Linked DNA regions of Monodelphis domestica: region 1 is linked to region 2. The links are chromatin contacts, called in public Hi-C maps. All regions are on one chromosome and are shown on one strand. Each heading gives the region's core, a stretch centred on a gene start, on an enhancer-like site or on the middle of the called end of the contact. The rest is flanking DNA. Distances are from core to core; before and after follow the strand shown. Region 1 holds the start of CDK15 (cyclin dependent kinase 15). Region 2 overlaps KIAA2012 (KIAA2012 ortholog).

Evidence for each region. A called contact is a pair of places that touch in the nucleus more often than the background predicts.
Region 1: a contact with region 2 is called in a Hi-C map of limb, with 15 times the contacts expected there. The contact joins the promoter of CDK15 here to the enhancer-like site in region 2. A contact is called at or near these places in 2 of 2 Hi-C or Micro-C datasets (limb and spleen and liver).

Annotation. Positions count from the first base shown.
Region 1 is chr8:91,650,954-91,656,004 of mMonDom1.pri, reverse strand. CDK15 (cyclin dependent kinase 15) reads left to right here and starts at 1,355. Exons shown (of 14, transcript XM_001372238.4): 1 at 1,355-1,687; 2 at 2,457-2,606; 3 at 2,784-2,878; 4 at 3,981-4,060. The coding sequence starts at 1,568.
Region 2 is chr8:91,163,899-91,169,331 of mMonDom1.pri, reverse strand. All of the region lies in intron 16 of KIAA2012 (KIAA2012 ortholog), which reads left to right. Among named protein-coding and RNA genes, the nearest start is that of SUMO1, 120 kb to the right of the region's middle. Within about 2 kb of position 1,486, at least 1 of the 2 cell types and tissues checked has open chromatin away from gene starts, as enhancers often do. A contact at or near this core is called in limb, where this site is marked.

The sequences.
Region 1 (5,051 bases), core at 106-2,605, 490 kb before region 2:
TGTTTAAGAAAATAAATAAAAATACAACACAACATAAATAGTATTATTTATGGTTTTCTATCTGTTGCCAGCAAGGATCCATCTCTCTTTGAATCTGATATCACTGCTAGAGGATAGAGGAGCTGAAATCGTGATCACAAAAACCTGTTCTCATTTTTCACTTCAAATATTTATTAGCCATGTGACACCAGGCAAGTCTTTTAACCTTTCTAAACTATAGTTTATTCATTGTAAAATGAGGGGGCTGGCCCTTTATAATCTCATCTAGCTCTAAAACTAGGACCATCTGCTTATTCCTGCTTCATCATTCTTCAGTTCCTCTGACCTATTTTGATTTGTTATCATTCTATTCCATCAACATTTGTGCCTACTATGTACCAGATGCTGGGGATTCAGAGGTGAAAAAAAAATTAAAATCCCTACCCTCAAGGGGCTGGCAGTCAAATGAGAGTGGGGTAGGAATACCAGGTAGAGTGTTATAATACCAAAGGAGAGATCAGAGATCTTCTAGGAATATTTGAGTGGGGAATACTATAATTACTTTAAGCTGGATAGAGGCACCGGGAAGACCTGGGAAGGGCTTGGAAGAGGTGGTTTCTGACTGTGTGAGCTAGACATTGAAGGAAGAGAAAGATTTCAAAAGGTAGAGAGAAGTTAGGAAGTCCTTAAAACTTAAAAAAAAAAAGTAACATTGTACACAGAGACTGATACACTGTGGTACAATAGAAGGTAATGGACTTCTCTACTAGCAGCAATGCAATGATCCAAAAAAAATTCTGAAGGATTTATGAGAAAGAGAACACTATCCACATCCAGAGAAAGAACTGTGGGAGCAGAAATGCAGAAGAAAAACAACTGCTTGATCACATGGGTTGATGGGGATATGATTGGGGATGTAGACTCTAAACGATCAATCCTAGAGCCAACATAAATAAAATGGAAATAGATCTTGACCACAGACACATGTAAAAGGCAGTGGAATTGTGCATGGGATATGGGAGGGAGTTAGGGGAGGGAAGGGAAAGAACATGATTTTTGTAATCCTGGAAAAATGCTCTAAATTAATCAATGAAATAAAATTTATTTTTTAAAAGTAGAAATAAAAAAAATATATTTTTTAAAAAGTGTGGAAATCAAGTCTCCAAAGAGACCAAAGGAATGTGCCAATGATCACTTGGTAAGGACGAATAAATAACGTGAATACATGTTATGATAATTAATAGGAGGGTATACATTAAAGCAAAGAGTCCACGTGGAGCAAGGGCGCTGGCTTCTGGGAAATGTGGGCAGATTCTCTCAAAGTGTTTAATTATCCTAATGCATCAATGTTGTTTTCAGAGAAGCATGCATGGAAGCCTAGAGCAGCCTTTGGGAGAGATGGCTCCTGGCGCTAATGGAGAGAAACTGCTGAAGTCATGAGGCTGCTTCAGGCAGAGACCTCATGTGAGTCATATGAAAACTCTAGCATTACTGACCTCTGACAAAGGGGAGTGAGCAAGGAGCAGAGAGGAAGAAGGGAAGAATTAGCAGGCTATTTCCCACCACCACCCCCCTCACCTCGGTGATTATGGGTCAAGAGCTGTGCTCAAATGCTCTCCAGCCAGGATGCAGCTGTTATCGGCCAGAGGGAGGAGATGCCCGCAGCTGCCCAAGGAGTCAGCCTGGGGCAGTGGATTCTGCAGTAGAGGTATTTGTTCTCCCAGCCAGTAGCATCTTTCTCAAAAAACAAAAACAACATCTCTCCCCCCCCCTCCGCCCCCCCCCAACCAATTGACAAAATGAACAGCCATCAGTTTTACACGCTGAGGATGAAACTGAATTTTCTGCGGTAGGTCTAAAGGGAAAGAGAAGATTTGTGGCTGTGGGTTGTTTTGTTTTATTTTGTTTTGTTTTAATAAGGCTGGAGTATGTTTTTGTAAAATGAGCAAGGTACTAATCCCATGCTTTTGGCAGGAGTCGGGAAGGGGGTTGTGCTGAGCTCTTTCGATATGAATTATAGGGAAGACTTCTTCCTCTCTTTAACTCTCTGAATGAATGGATTACTGTAGCAAACTGCACAGAGTTGTGAATTAGAATTTGAGAGAACCTTGGAAGAAGGAGAAATATGGGTTATTCATTCTCTGGGGGGGAGCCGGAGTTTAGAAAAATTGAGGAGCCATGACTGGCCAGTTTGGGGAAGGTGAGAGTGAAATAGGGAAGGCATCCATCATCGTGCCTGAGATGACCTTAAGTGCCAAGGTTGTAGTTTTTAAATGAAGGCTGTTCCTTAAATAAAAGCTTTGGTGTTTTGGCAGCTGCCATCATAGGCTTTTAGGTATCTGGCTGTCAGGAGAGATTAAGCTTTGAGGAGATTTTCTTAGCCACTTGAAGTGAAAAGTCAGGCAAGCAAAAAGAAGGAAAAAGTCATAACCTTTGGATTCTTGCCTTGCATTCTCCTTTTTGTATGTTCCTTTCAGCTAACAGAACTGAGAAGAGCATCACGCTCCATGACATCACTGTACCCCAAGGAATCACATGCATCCCAGGCCCGGAAATTGAGGAGTAAAAGGCCAAGGAGCAACAGTGATTCTTTCCAAGAAAAGGACCTTGAACAAAGTTTTCCATGGGTGAGTGAGCACTTGAGTCCATCACAGTAAATTTAGTGTAGTTTTGTTTAGGGATGCTGACCATTTCTTACAGGATGATTATTGGGCAATAAAAGCTCAGGTGGGCAATTGCTATCTAATTTCTCTGGGAAAATGTCAGAATTAATTGTCTTTCCTTCCCTTCCTTGTTCAAAACAGAGGAAGAGCCTTCCTTTTGGAGCTGCCTCATCATACCTGAATTTGGAAAAATTAGGTGAAGGCACTTATGCCACAGTCTACAAGGGGATCAGCCGGTGAGTGACTACTGTCCATATTTATGAAGCAGGGTACAGCAGCAAAGTAAGCCAAGAGCAGCTCAAGAAGCTCACTTTATTTTAGAGTCTGATCAGGATGCTGTGCTTAAGAGGCTCCTGTTTATCGGTTAAAGAATTCTTGTCCCAAGTCCTCAAATCCTTTTCAGAATGAAGAGTAGTATGTCACAGAAAAAGAAATCAGTGCTATATCCCCCTCCATCCATAGCAACCCAGAAAGACATGCCTGGGTTTCCCTTGGCAAAAAAAAAGAAGTCTTATTGGAGGGAAGTTGCATAGAATGTAGGTTTCCTCTGGCTGGCACTGGGATCTTGGCTCCCCATTTCTGGGCATGAATGTGAGTTGATATTGGCAAAAAGACATAGAATCAGAGAACCAGAGACTTCAATCTGGAAGGGCCCTAAGGAGTCATTCATCTTGTCTAGTTTTATAAATCAGGAAATCGAGACTCAGAGAGATAAATCTTGATTTGGTCAACATCACACAGGTCCTCTGACTACAAATCCAGGGCTCTTAAATCTCCATCCCCTAGTCACAATAATAGACACCCTTGATCGCATTCTTTACATAAATGCTTCATTTGTTCCACTTTGTATACATAGGTATAATCTAAGTATATTTCAATGCACAGTGCTTCTACAAAAAGACTATAAAGTATAATTCTATCTACATAGGAACTAGATGATGTTTTTTATGATACTTTGTTATGTGTTTGTCTAAAAAGCCATGAGATATTAAATTCAAAATGATTTGTTGATGCCTTCCCCCAGAAAGTTAAAAACCCCTTTAAAATAAGGAAAAATTCTTTTAATGTAAAAATATATATTGCTAGATGTCACATTGCTTTTTATTTAGTCTTTAAGTTAGTTATGCACTTTTATGAAACAGTAATTTCAGAGACATCTAGATTTAATTATATTGCATAGATGTAAAAGAGGAAAATTTATCAGAACCACAGAACTTCCAAACTGGAAACCACATCTAGGGTCAAGTCTGAAGTTTGGGAATAAACTTTTTTTTTCATATAAGGAACTGATGATGATCTTCTGAAATAAGCATGTCCCTCTCCTTCCCACTGTTGCAGGATAAATGGTCAACTCGTGGCTTTAAAAGTCATCAGCATGAATACTGAGGAAGGGGTACCCTTCACAGCCATTCGAGAAGGTAAGGAATATGACACACCAGACAGGAAGACATCTATTTTAAAGTTTTTATGGGGTTAAAATAATTCAATAAAATAATTAACATATTATATTCAATATTTCCAAAGTTACTACTCTTCCTTCTCCTGCCCTGCCCCTCCTTCAGCCTTCTTGGATAAGATGTATTGTATTTGTATTGTGTTTTATTGATTGTGAATAAGGAAAATAAGGTACTGAAGGACCATATCCCTTGATAAATATTATTCAAATCAATAATTATTACTTGAATATCTATTATGTGCTTCACATTGTGTTAGGTAGTATGGCTTTGTTTTTTATGATACCAGAAAATATAAGTAATAATGGAAATTTATACATTTATTATATTACAATTTATATTTATACATCCATGTTTTGTTTATTGTTACTATCTGTATGCATGTATATATATAAATATAATAGATATTTAGCTATCTGTCTATAGCTCTATGTAAATCCTTTTTGGCAACACCTAGGTGAAAATAAATGTTCACTTCTTAATCCGGTTTTAAAGCATGATGAAAAGATACCTTCATAGTCCAACTTTTAATTGAATTACTAGCCTTCTAGCCATTCTACTTCTCAGTGTGAGTTGTGTCTGAGAATAATTACATTTTGCCACCTACTACCATGTATTACCTAGATAGCTCTTATAAAATTCTTTGAAAGGAAGCAATATTTTCATTTTTGTACTTCTAGCTTCCTACATCCTCTCCTTTTCCTCCTTGGTAGCAGGCTGTTTGCCACTGAGACAAGTGATAGTTCATAATATATATTTTTAAAAAACCCATTACCAAGATGCTATTGATGTGCTAAAAATAAATGGACAAAAATAAATGCAGTCTATTTATTTATATAACCTATCGTAACACTTTGGTTCCCATTTAGATAGGAGGCAAAATGATAATGGTCTTGGTGTCTTTTTCAATTGCAAAGCATAGATGAAAGGTGACCTTGGAATTATCACCATCTCT
Region 2 (5,433 bases), core at 237-2,736:
GGGAGGTCCTAGGTTCCAATTAGACCTCGGACACTTCCTAGATGTATGACCCTGGGCAAGTCACTTAGCCTCCACTGCCTAGCCCATATCACTCTTCTGCCTTAGAATCAATAGAAGGTAAGGCTTAAAAAAAAAAAAAGAACTACACAGTATTAAATATTACAAAGCTAAATTTTTCAGATTTCTAAATTTCTAGTCTTTAAATTAGGTCCTGGCCTTTGCCAGCAGAAACACTTGAGGCATAAAAAAAGCATGTAGTAATAATATTAAGAGCTGGTATGCATATAGCAGCACTTTATATACAATACATTATCACATGAAAAGTAAATAGGAAGACTTTCTTTTCTTCCCTTCCTTCTTGCCTTTCTTTTTTCTTTCTTCCTTTCTTTTTTCTTCCTTCTATCCTTTCTTCTTTTTATGTTTTTCTTTTTTCTTTCATTATTCCTTCCTTTCTTCCTTTTTTCTTCCTTCCTTCTTTTTCTTCCTTCCTTCCTTCCTTCCTTTCTTTCTCTCTTCCTCTCTTTCTCTCTTTCAAGACTTTCAATAGCACACATCACAGACTAGATGGAATTTCCTAAAGACTGGACACAAATTCAATTGTTGTTCAGTCATCTTTCAGTTGTGTTCATCTCTTCATAACCTCATTTTAGATTCTCTTGGCAAAAAGCTGGGATGGTTTGTCATTCTTCGTCCAGCTCATTTGACAGATGAGGAAACTGAAGTAAACAGCTAAGTGGCTTGCCCAGGGTCACCCTGCTAGTAAATGTCTGAGGCTGTATTTGAACTCACAAAGATCAATTTTCCCGGCTGAGCCTGGCACTCTATTCACTGGAGTAATATTTTGGTCCCCATTACAAGTAGTCTAGTCCTACTGAATCAACAGTTAACGGTAAAGTCCAAAAGAGTTCATTTTCCACATTATTTCTTAGAACAAGAGGAAATTCCACAGTTCTTGGGGATTCCCTCCCATAAAGAGGGAGAATCTGAAAAACTACAATGGAAGCCATTTGGGGACACTTCATAGCTTCATCTATAAACGGGAGAAGAACGGGGCTGGAAGCCCTAAGAGCAGGGAACCCCACGAGGAAGGAAGGAGCTTGGAAGGGGCTGTTTCAGGGGGAATGTGGGACCAGAGCAGCCGAGCTTTTCCTGGGTGTCCTGTGACCGACCAACTTGGTTTCTGAGTAATGCTAACTACAGCTGAGAAAACACCAGCTGTCTCTCCTGCTGCCGGTTCCACGAAAGGAAACCGTGCTGTGTTGTCTGTGTGCTCCCAGCAGTGCATGAGTAGGGGAGTTTATTTCTCTTATCTTTAGTTCTGCAGCATTTGTTAGTTAAATGCCGCCACCTCCTCCAGCTCCCCATGGCTTCAGCTCACCAGGGAAGTGCTTCAAGCACACCTTTCCACACAGCATGGGTTGCGCCTGCCGGCTCACTTCTGAACTCATCGCACACAGAATCTCTTGTAAGGGAGCCGGGAACAGCGAGCGGTACAGAATGCAGTCCTAGGCACTCCCCCTAGTGCCTTTCCCAGGGGTCCATCCCCTGGGTGTATTGAGTCCTTTTTTTTCTCCTTCTCAGTGGCAGCCCCCCAACCCAAGACCCAGGGCATCTCGGGCATAAAATCGCAAAGGTCAGAACTTAAACTTCTGAAACATTCGCTTTCTAATGTTTAGTAGTCGCTTGTAGCTCTAAGAAGGTGTTGTATCTTGGGGGGGGGGGGGGGATTAGGTAAGAGGATGAGAGGAAGCACCATCTTTGCAGCCTTTCCCTTGGAGCAGTTCCCTACTCAAGAAGCTGAAAGAAGCCCTACCATCCAGCTGAGAAAGAAAAAGTTCAAAAAAAACCCAACAACAACAAACAAACCAAGGTCTTCAACAAGTTCTTCCCTTAACGTACAGAGTAAATACTAAGAAGCCAAGCTGGTCACAGGACACCCAGGAGCACTTATTTTGGACTCTGATGATATTTTAGAAGCAGCAGAACCAGACATACAAAAAGGCACAGAAGTTTCTAATATGGGAGAGAAGAATAACAGAATATCCATTTCCCGATTGCATAACTCAAAAACCTGAAAGTAGACAAGGGTCTCTGCTTTTGTGGTTGGTATTGGGTCCCTAATTGTCCATGGTATATGGCGGTGCTCTGCTCTCCAGTTATGCTCTCAGCTAAGACTGATCTCAGATCTTTCTCTACTCTCTCCCCTTTAATGATCTCATGCATTCCCAGGGCTTCTACAATCACGTCTATGCATATGACTTCCAAATCTCAATCTTCATCACCAACTAATTCTCAGATTTCCAATTGGATGCTACCCAATGCCATCTGGATTTCTCACCAGTACCTCAAGCGCAACGTGTCCAAAATTGGACTAATCTTTGTATTCCCCAAGCCCACACATTCATCTAAATTCCTTCTTTCCACCACTGACATCATCCTCTGCAAATATGGGCTTAATGATTGGGTAACTCCAGTTTTTACTCTTTTTCCCCCACATCTCTCAGTCAGTCAATTGTTGATTCTGTCTGTAATATCTATCACCTCTGGTCTAGTTCAAATCCTAATTATCTATTGCCTGGATTATTATAATAGCCTCCTAACTTGACTTTACTCCCTTCTTCCACCTATGCATCCTTCACAATGATAGCAAAGTAACCTTCCTAATCCACAAGCATTGCCACTCAAAAACCATTGGTGGATTTTGGCACCTAACACAAACTCCTTATTCTGTCATTCATAACTTTCTGTGGTCTGACTCCAACTGAATTTTCATACTTTTTCTCTTTAGACACTCCATGTTCTGCTATGGATCTGAATATGAAGATCAGAGACAAATTTTAGGTCAAATGGAAACAGGAGCATTCTCCAATCTCCCCTTGACATAGCCCACCTTTGAGCAGTCCTGTCCCCCATCCCTGTAACATTTTTTCCACATATCACTCTGCCCAATGAAATCTTTTCCTTCTTTCAAGTCTCAGTTCCAGGGCTATCTTTGTGAGATCCTACCCGCCACCCCCACCCCTTGATCATTCACATCTCTGTTTGATCTTTCTTTCATACATCCTAATTTATATGCAAACTTATTTATTTACATGTCTCATCCCTCCAGTAGATAACAAGTTCTTTGAGAAAAGGAACCATGCCATTTTTCATCTTAGTAGCAGCAAAGTCTAGAACAATGCCCTAAACATTATAGGTATTTAATTAATATGTGTGAAGTTGAATGCCCTGGTAGCATTTAGTGTTATAGATCATCAAAGTTCACTAAGCATTTGCTTCCTCTATTTCTTCTCTAATTAGGCATCAGCATCCTTCACTCTGGTGAGGCATCATTGTGATGAAATAATAGAAGTATAAGGTGGCACATTGGTTTTCTCCTAGAACAAGGAAAATAACTCTCACCACAGAGAAAGAAGAGAGGCTTTCAAAGCCAAACTCTTCATTTGCTGATGAGCAAACTGATTTGCCCAAGATCACATAGGGAGTACGTGATGGGATTTGAACCCAGGTCTTCTGACTCCAAAAGAAGTGCTCTTTCCATTTTACTCCCTCTGACTCCAAATCTTTTAAAGACTACATTGAAGAGATCCAGAGAAAGAGTACTGAACCTAAAGGCAGGGAATCCTACCTCAGCTTCCTCATCTATAAAATAGCAATGGCAATACCTATGATTCTTACCTCACATGCTCTTTGTAAGAATCAAATCAGAGAACATCTATCAAATGCTTTGCAGATCTTAAAGTATCATATGAACAGCCATTATGAAGGGACAAAAAAACCTTTCACTTTCTGAACCCATTTACCTCAAAGACATGACATATGATAATCTCTCCTTGCATGTAGCAAACCATTACACATACACACCAGCTTCATACTACGTACTTTGTTTAACTTCGTAACTCATCTCGGGTTCTGGTTTATTGTTGTTATTTAGTCATTTCAATTATATCCAACTCTTTGTGACCCATTTTTGGTTTTCTTAGCAAAGATACTGAAATGTTTTTTGCCATTTCCTTCTCCAGCTCATTTCGCAGATGAGAAAACTGAGACAAACAGGACCAAGTGACTTGCCCAGGGTCACACAGCTCTCTGGGTACTGAAGAGATAAATCTGAGTGACCACTGAACTTTTGGGGTCAGACCAAGGAAGCAATCAATTAATCAATAAACATTTACTAGGAGCCTAGTAGGTGCTAAGGGTTACAGATACAAAAGAGGAGAAAGTCAGTCTCTACCCTCAAAGAATTTATAATCTAATATAATCTCTATATATAACATAATATAACATGACATGACATATCATATCGTATCATATACTATAATTAATGTAATATAATTATAATTATAATATAATTAATATAATATAATTTATAATTAAATGTAATATAATACAATATAATATAATTAATATTACAATATGATATAATATATGATATGATATAATGTAATGTAATATAACTATAATAATATAATTAATATCATAATATAATATAATATAATATAATATAATATAATATAATATAATATAATATAATATAATATAATATAATATAATATAATATAATATAATATAATATAATATAATATAATATATAATATAATAGGCAAGGATTTTTTCATGGCAAACCCTGAGCAAAACATTAATTTTCCCTTTACTGCTGACCCTTTTTTGGTCTCTTGAATATTAGGTGGGTTAACATTTTGAAAAAATTTAGAGCCATAATGATTCCCCTTACTGAGGTATGTCCAACCTGGGATTTTTTAATATTGCAGCCAAAGATACTGGGAAGCAGTTTGATGCAAATGAAAGACGGGATCTGAATTCAAATCTCAGCTCTGCCATTTATGTGACACTGAGAAAACCATTTAACATGCTCCTCGGGTCTTCATCTGAAAATTAAGATGGTTGGATAACCTCTTAATGCCCTTAAAACCCTAAATCTATCATCTTATGGTCTGAATTCAAATCCTACTTCTTTCCTTTATAATCTTTGTGACTTCAAGCAAGCTATTTAACTTTTCTGAGAAGAGTTGGACTAGATGGTGTCTTCCAACTCTAAATCAATGATGCCACGAAGCTAACTCGGGAGTATGGCCCATGAAATCATTTCTGGGCAATTGATTTTTTTTTTCAAAGAGAAATTCATTGCTTTCCCAAAGGTGAAGATTCAAGTTTTAATGAAGTCTGAAATACACACACATACACACACACACTGAACAGAAACGCAGCTGAGACCTGCAAGTTAATGTCATGGATATCCCTGCTTTGGCTTGTGCCTTTATTTTGCAATGCCCTTGTTGTGTTCTTTTTCTTCCAGTGCCCAAATGTGGGCACTGTGTTTCATCCTTGTCCAAAATATTGTGATTATTCCTGGGTGAGCATTTCAAGGCAGTGTGATAGCCTATGTCTGGTGCAACAGTACCCTCTGCTGGT